2 separate regions of the Sus scrofa genome follow, and region 1 is linked to region 2. A link is a contact called in public Hi-C data. All regions are on one chromosome and are shown on one strand. Each heading gives the region's core, a stretch centred on a gene start, on an enhancer-like site or on the middle of the called end of the contact. The rest is flanking DNA. Distances are from core to core; before and after follow the strand shown. Region 1 overlaps MLLT1 (protein ENL). Region 2 holds the start of MLLT1 (protein ENL).

Evidence for each region. A called contact is a pair of places that touch in the nucleus more often than the background predicts.
Region 1: a Hi-C map of liver shows a contact between it and region 2, with 2.9 times the contacts expected there. The contact joins the enhancer-like site here to the promoter of MLLT1 in region 2. A contact is called at or near these places in 2 of 5 promoter capture datasets (fetal liver and liver), 13 of 47 Hi-C or Micro-C datasets (adipose tissue, blood, brain and 7 more) and 2 of 2 datasets of contacts at active chromatin or transcription factors (alveolar macrophages and skeletal muscle).

What each region holds. Positions count from the first base shown.
Region 1 is chr2:72,821,850-72,824,985 of Sscrofa11.1, reverse strand. All of the region lies in intron 3 of MLLT1 (protein ENL), which reads right to left. It overlaps LOC110259353 (a long non-coding RNA gene), which reads left to right. Exons shown (of 3, transcript XR_002341684.1): 2 at 765-847. Among named protein-coding and RNA genes, the nearest start is that of MLLT1, 42 kb to the right of the region's middle. Within about 2 kb of position 1,350, at least 17 of the 83 cell types and tissues checked have an H3K27ac peak or open chromatin away from gene starts, as enhancers often do. A contact at or near this core is called in alveolar macrophages, fetal liver, liver and 2 more, where this site is marked.
Region 2 is chr2:72,779,535-72,782,891 of Sscrofa11.1, reverse strand. MLLT1 (protein ENL) reads right to left here and starts at 1,942. Exons shown (of 11, transcript XM_021083993.1): 1 at 1,734-1,942. The coding sequence starts at 1,745.

The DNA of each region.
Region 1 (3,136 bases), core at 101-2,600, 43 kb before region 2:
TTCCCATTGTGGCTCAGCGGTAATGAATGCAGCTAGTGTCCATGAGGACGTGGGGTTTGATGCCTGGCCTCGCTCAGTGGGTTAAGGATCCAGACATGGCTCAGATCTGGTGTTGCTGTGGCTGTGGTGTAGGCTGGCAGCTGTAGCTCCAATGTGACCCCTAACCTGGGAACTTCCATGTGCCACATGTGAGGGCCTAAAAAAAAAAATTAATATTTGCACAAAGGGGCAAAATAATTAAACAAACATCCTCTCTTAGATTAAACTTCTAGTCCATGTGCCTCTCTCTCCCTTGACTTAGTAAAAACCAAGAGAAAGTTAATGACATTAGGTACATGCAGAAGTCATTTTATGTATGTATGTATGTACGTACGTATGTAGTTGCAAAAGTCATTTTTTTTTTGGTGGAGCCTACGGTTCACAGAAGTTCCCTGGCTAGGAACTGAACCCTTGCCACGGCAGTGACAATCAAGGCACTGTGCAAAAGTCATTTTAGATTGAGTGGTTCCAGGAACAAGACTTGCTGATTGCCATGGTGATGGCATCCCCGTGTGAAGAGTATGTACGATACCCAAGCAGGCTGCTTCACGTAGGACAAGGACTGCTACCAGAGGCCATGTTTATCTGACAGGTACACACACTGTACAGGGAAGAACAACAGTGGCTCAGGGTGAAAGGAGGAGGACTATGCAGGGTGGGGTATCTGATATTTTTTTTTGCCCAGTAAAAATACCTATTAAAATTTTTTAAATTAATATTTACAGATTAAAAAAAAAAAAAAAAAAGGATGCCTATGACCTGATTCAAAATATCCTGGGAGCAGAGAAGAAAACAGCACACTCCACAGGTGAGTAACAGCTGAAGTTGGGTCATGGGGGCTGTGACGGTTTGCTCTGCTGGCCTCTTTACTTCTATATATATTTTTTTGGTTTTCTATATTTAAAAGTTTAAACACACATGCTCGGCCCCACCCCAGGCTTGCTCATAGCTTCGCATTCAAGCACCTACTGACTACCTATGAGTTGACTCTATCCTGGTACTGGGGAAAGGGGGCAGGCAGGCCCAGTGCCACCCTTCAGCTCTGTCCCCCAGGATCCTCTGTGGCCACAGGGCCACGCGCCACCCCACCACCAGCAGCCCTCACCAGCCTTCCCTGGGGCCAGCTGCTGTTGCAACAGGCTTTATGAGGCACCCTATTTCATCCGCCAAAGCTCTAAGCATCAGTCACTGCTCTCACCACCTGTCAGGAGAGGAAACTGAGGTCTCATGGTATTTAATCACTTGCCAAGGCCACACAGAACCACACTGCAGTCCCGGTCATGTGCAGGGCCCTACTCTTCCTGCACACATAGCTCCTCAAGCCCAGCCCACTGGTCCCTGGCCCATGGCCAACTGGAACAGGGTGCTTTCCTGCCCAGGAAAGAGAGCAAAGGAATAAACATGGAAAAATACATCTGAAAGCAAACACCTGAAATTCCACTTCCAAGATCGAGTCTACCGACCTAGTAAACAAAAGCTCGGGGAGGGCCACTGAGGCGGCTTACAGCAGCGACAGTGCCACTCAGCAGGGGCAGTCATAGCTCATCTGAGCTACAGGGCACCTACACAGACAGCACAGGCACTCGGCAGGTCCATGTACTGACAGAGGAAGGCCCACAGGTGTTTAGTTTAAAACTGCACTTCTGTCTCCCTCCCTCTCCCTTTCTCTGTGTCTGTCTCTGTCTCTGCCTCTGTCTCTCTCTCTCACACACACACACAGAAAAAAATGTTGTTTCTTGGAGTTCCCATCGTGGTGCAGTGGTTAACGAATCCGACTAGGAACCATGAGGTTGCGGGTTCGGTCCCTGCCCTTGCTCAGTGGGTTAACGATCCGGCGTTGCCGTGAGCTGTGGTGTAGGTCGCAGACGCGGCTCGGATCCCGCGTTGCTGTGGCTCTGGCGTAGGCCGGTGGCTACAGCTCCGATTAGACCCCTAGCCTGGGAACCTCCATATGCCGCGGGAGCGGCCCAAGAAATAGCAACAACAACAACAAAAGACAAAAAAAAAAAAAAAAAAAAAATGTTGTTTCTTGGAGTTCCCTGGTGGCTCAGTGGGTTAGGGATCCAGCATTGTCATTGCTGTGGCTCAGGCCATTGTCGTGTCGCAGGTTTGATCCCTGGCTTGGAAATTCTGCATGCTGTGGGCATGGGACCAAAACAAAGCTGTTTCTGGAAGGTTACTGATAGTGGTTAGAGTGGCTACTTCAAGAAGTAGACTGAGGAAGTGGCTTTAATTCCTTGCAACCCACATATATCACCCTTTACAGTTAGAAGAGAAAAACTTAAAAAGTGTTAAGAAAAGGGCGACGTGGGCTGGAAACCATAGGCTTTGGGGCCTGAGGTCTCCCGGATGCCAAAGCAGCTTCACTGCTGTCTTGCTTTGTGACACTGGACCTGCCACTTGACCTCGCTGAATCTTGGCAAGAGAAAAGAAAACCACAGGGTTCTGGGTGCAAAGGGAAGGTGGCAGCAGACTATGATTCTGGCTGGCAGCAAGAAGTGGGTGGCCCCTGCTGGGCCCTCCCTGCCTCTGAGCCTGCTCTGCCCAGGCCAGGAGGATGCGCCACCATGAACTCAGACCTGCCTGGGTCAGGTGCATGGGGACGGTCACCAGAGCACTGTGGGTCACAGCCAGAGACGCTTGTCAGTATGGGGCTATGTCTGGATGTCGGGGGTGCCAGGGACATTTTCTTTCTTTGAAAATGGACCTTTAACTCTTGAACATAATGGTCCATGCCCACTGAGAGGTACTCAGAGGGAACACAGTGGCCGAGGAGGCGGACTTTGGAAAGCGCTGGCTGCTGTACTTGCTGGGTAACATCAAGCAGGTTATGTTACCAGCTCCTGCCTCAGTTTCCTCACCTGTGAAATGGGGTAACAGACCACACCACATACGAGCACTCATCATTCCACACGGATGTGGAAAAGTTCCAAGCCTTGCCTCCCAGGGAGGACAGCCAGAGCGAAACCTCGAGTAGGAGAGAAGCCCAAGGCTCTAGAACAAAGTCTTGCACATGAATGTAACACCCACAGGGGAACAGCCGGAGACACATAACCACTGCTCACCCCTGAAAGAGCAAAAACAGTGGCAGACAGAT
Region 2 (3,357 bases), core at 693-3,192:
TGCACCATCTCAGGCGGCCAGGATGGGCAGGGGAGAGGTCTCCCACCCCACCCTCAACCCCTGCACCCCGACTGCCACACAGCGCCTCACCAGACAGGGCCGCCAGAGTGGCGCCAGCAGCGAGGGACGCCCCAACCTGCCCTCACTAACGCTCACGGCGGAGATTTCAGCTGCCACCCCCACAGCCCCACACCGACTTTCCTGGCCTGGCGCCCCCGCTTCAGGGGCAGCAGGGAAGGATGAAGAGGTAAATGAGCCAATGGTCCTGGGCTTGAGGAGGCGAAGGGGCTTGGGTACCAGAGAGGAGAATGACCTGGGTTTTACCAGGATTGGCTCTGGCTTTCCAGATCAAAGGGAGAGGGGCTGTGGGGAGAGTTTATGGAGGCTGGGGAACACCCAAGGTTTGCAGCAAGGTTCTTGGTGGAGGCTCCAAGATGCTGGCGAAGGCAGGGGAAATGGGGTGTGCTGAGGGAAAGGGCAGTGGTCAATGCCACAGCATCAAACTGGTGGATGGTGGGAGGAAGGGGGTGATCCTGAACCTAAGAAGAGAAACAGGGGTTCTGAAGAGACTGGGCCTGTGAAGAGAGGACAACTGAGGTCAGAGGAGACAGATCAAGGAGCTCAACACTGGTGGGGAAAAAAGTAGGGAAGCAAAAAAATCAGAGTCACAGAGGCAAAGAAGGCTCAAGCTGAGAGAAGTAAGGCATTTGGTGTCAAGGGTGTTAGAGCTCCAGGTCAGAGCAGAAATGGCCCATGGGCCCGATCACAGAGAAGATCTGAAGGTGAAGACACAGCCCCTTGGGTCCAAGGGAGAGTGACCAGGGCCTGAAACCCTGAAGCAGCAGAGTGAGTCAAAGATCTGAAGAAGCAAGCCTAGGTCCAAAAAGGGGGATGTTCAATGCAGGCCTGGCTCCTGATGGGAAAAGGGTCTGAGGAGAAAGTGATGCTCAGGCTGAGACAGGGGCAGGATCAGAGGGGAGAGAGGGCTCAGGCCTGAAAAAGGACTAGAGGACAGGTTAGGGTGGGCCTGGGTTCAAGAAAGGAAGAGGCTGCAGATCAAGGTCCCAGGAGTTCTGGGGAGACTCAAACCCCAGCAAAGGCTGAATGATTAGAAGAGGCAGCAGGCTGGGGGGCTCAGGAAGTTTGAGGGGACCGGGGGCCAAGGGTCCAGAGGAGGAAGGAGACACCAACCAGCCCTAGGTTCAGAGAGGAACGGGGGACTGACCGGATCTGAGGAATGAAGGGTCCCCTGCGGGGAGGGAGGCTGCGGGAATTCAAGAATGGGCGGGGGTGCCAAGAGAGGTCCCAGGGGACTCCGGGTCGGAATGGAATCACAAGGGGCGTCCCAGGGGGATGTGGGCCAGGCCGGGGTCCCGAAGAGCGTCCCAAAGGGTTCTGGGCTAAAGCGGGGTCACAAGGGACGTCCCACGGGGATCTGGGACGGACCGGGGCTCCGAGGGCAGTCCCAGGGGGCTCTGGGCAGCGGGAGACCGGGGCTTCCAGGGTAGTCCGAGGCGCTTTGACCCGCTGAGGGTCGCAGGTGGGGGAAGGGCGCCCCCGCCCCACATAAAGGCCGGGGGAGCAGTGGGCGCGCACAAAGCAGGGCGGGCGGGCGCCGAGCGGGGGCGGGGAGGACAGGACCGAGGAGGGCCGGGCCAGGCGGGCGGGGAAGGGAGGGAGGGAGGGAGGGAGGGGGCCGGGCGGGCGGCGCGGGCTGCGCGGCCGTTCCTCACCTGATTGTCCATGGCTGGCGCCCCGCCCCGCCCCCGGGCCCCGCGTCGCTCGCCGCCGCCGCCGCTCAGCGCCTCCCCGCCGCCCTCATTGTGTGTCAGGCGCCGCCGCCGCCGCTCCCGGCCGCCCGCCCGCCCGCCAGCCCCGCGGAACCGGAAACCACCGCCAGCCCGGGTCGCGCACCGACCGCGGGCCCCCGCCGCCGACTCGGGCCCGCCGCCCCGACAGACAGGCTCCTGGGCCAATTGGCAGGGCGGACGGCCTCTTGAGGGGTGGGACTTCCGGCCTGGCGGGGGCCTGCCGGGCCGCGGTCGGAGGGACGAAGCCCGCAGCCAATGGGAGACCCGGACCGGAGGGGCGGGAGGAGGCAGGGAGGGAGGCGCGAGGCGAGCCCCGCAGAGGGGAGCGCGAGGTGTGCGCCGCACGTGGAGGGGGGCGGGGGCGGGACGGGCGCGCCGCGCCTGCGCACTGTGGCCCGCAGGGGGCGCTGCTTAGAGCCCGGAGCATTCCTGGGCCGAGCCTCCCCAGGCGGCGGTAGCCTTGGTGGAGGGTTCGGGGTCTGGGGAGGGATCTCCAGGGACAATTTTGTTTCCTGGCCACGTGTTGCTACTGTGTGATGGAATGACCCTGGTCTCTGGAACTGCAGATTAATTTTCCAATCTTGGATCTACATCATGGCCCACCTGGTCATCTCCCTTCTTCCCTTGAGTCTCAATTTGCATCCATAAAATGGGGACCATCAAGATACAGTGTGATGCTAGTTCACGCTAATTTGAATGATACAGATCAGAATCTGCTACGTAAACAAGAGGCTCTCATTTTATCCACGAGATTTATCATCCCGGTCCGTCCAAAACCCCATCTTTAATTTCCCCACTATGACATGCTTTCACCACGACTTGTAAACTGTGTTTAGATCGGTCTTAAACATATTGCCCCATCTTTTTTGGATCTTGTAAGCCACTTGTCTCTTGGGCATTCTGCCTGGGATTTGGGGTCCCTTATGCAGTTATTTAAAATCCCTTCTTATAATTAAAAATCAGGGGTTTGGGGAGTTGCCACTGCGGCTCAGTGAGTTAAGAATCAACATAGTGTCTGTGAGGATGTGTGGGGTTGGGTCCCTGGCATCGCTCAGTGGGTTAAGGATTGCGCATTGCTGCAAGCTTCAACATAGGTCACAGATGACATTCAGATCTGGCATTGCTGTGACTGGCGTAGGCTGGCAGCTGTGTAGCTCCAGATGGAACCCTAGCCAGGGAACTTCTATATGCTGCAGGTTTGTCCTTTAAGAAAGAAAATCGGGGGGGGGGTGTTGTTTGGCTTCTTTTCCCCCACTCCACTCCTCATTTAAGTATCAGGCAAGGCTTCATTATGTGTTCTGGCTGGTGCTTTGCACTGAGGAACAGCACCAGAAAATTGGTAACTTTGAGAAGATGAAAGTAAGTCCACACAAATACTCTGAAGAGGGCCAGAGTCATTGCAGAGAGTAACACCATGCTTTTTAGTCCAGAGGAGGGTGAGCTGGGGCATGGGGTGTGGAGGTGGTGGGGGGGGCGAAGTTTGAGATCATGCTGAGAAAATAAACAGCCACTTTAATGCAAGCACAACTTTAATTTTTTAAAAAAT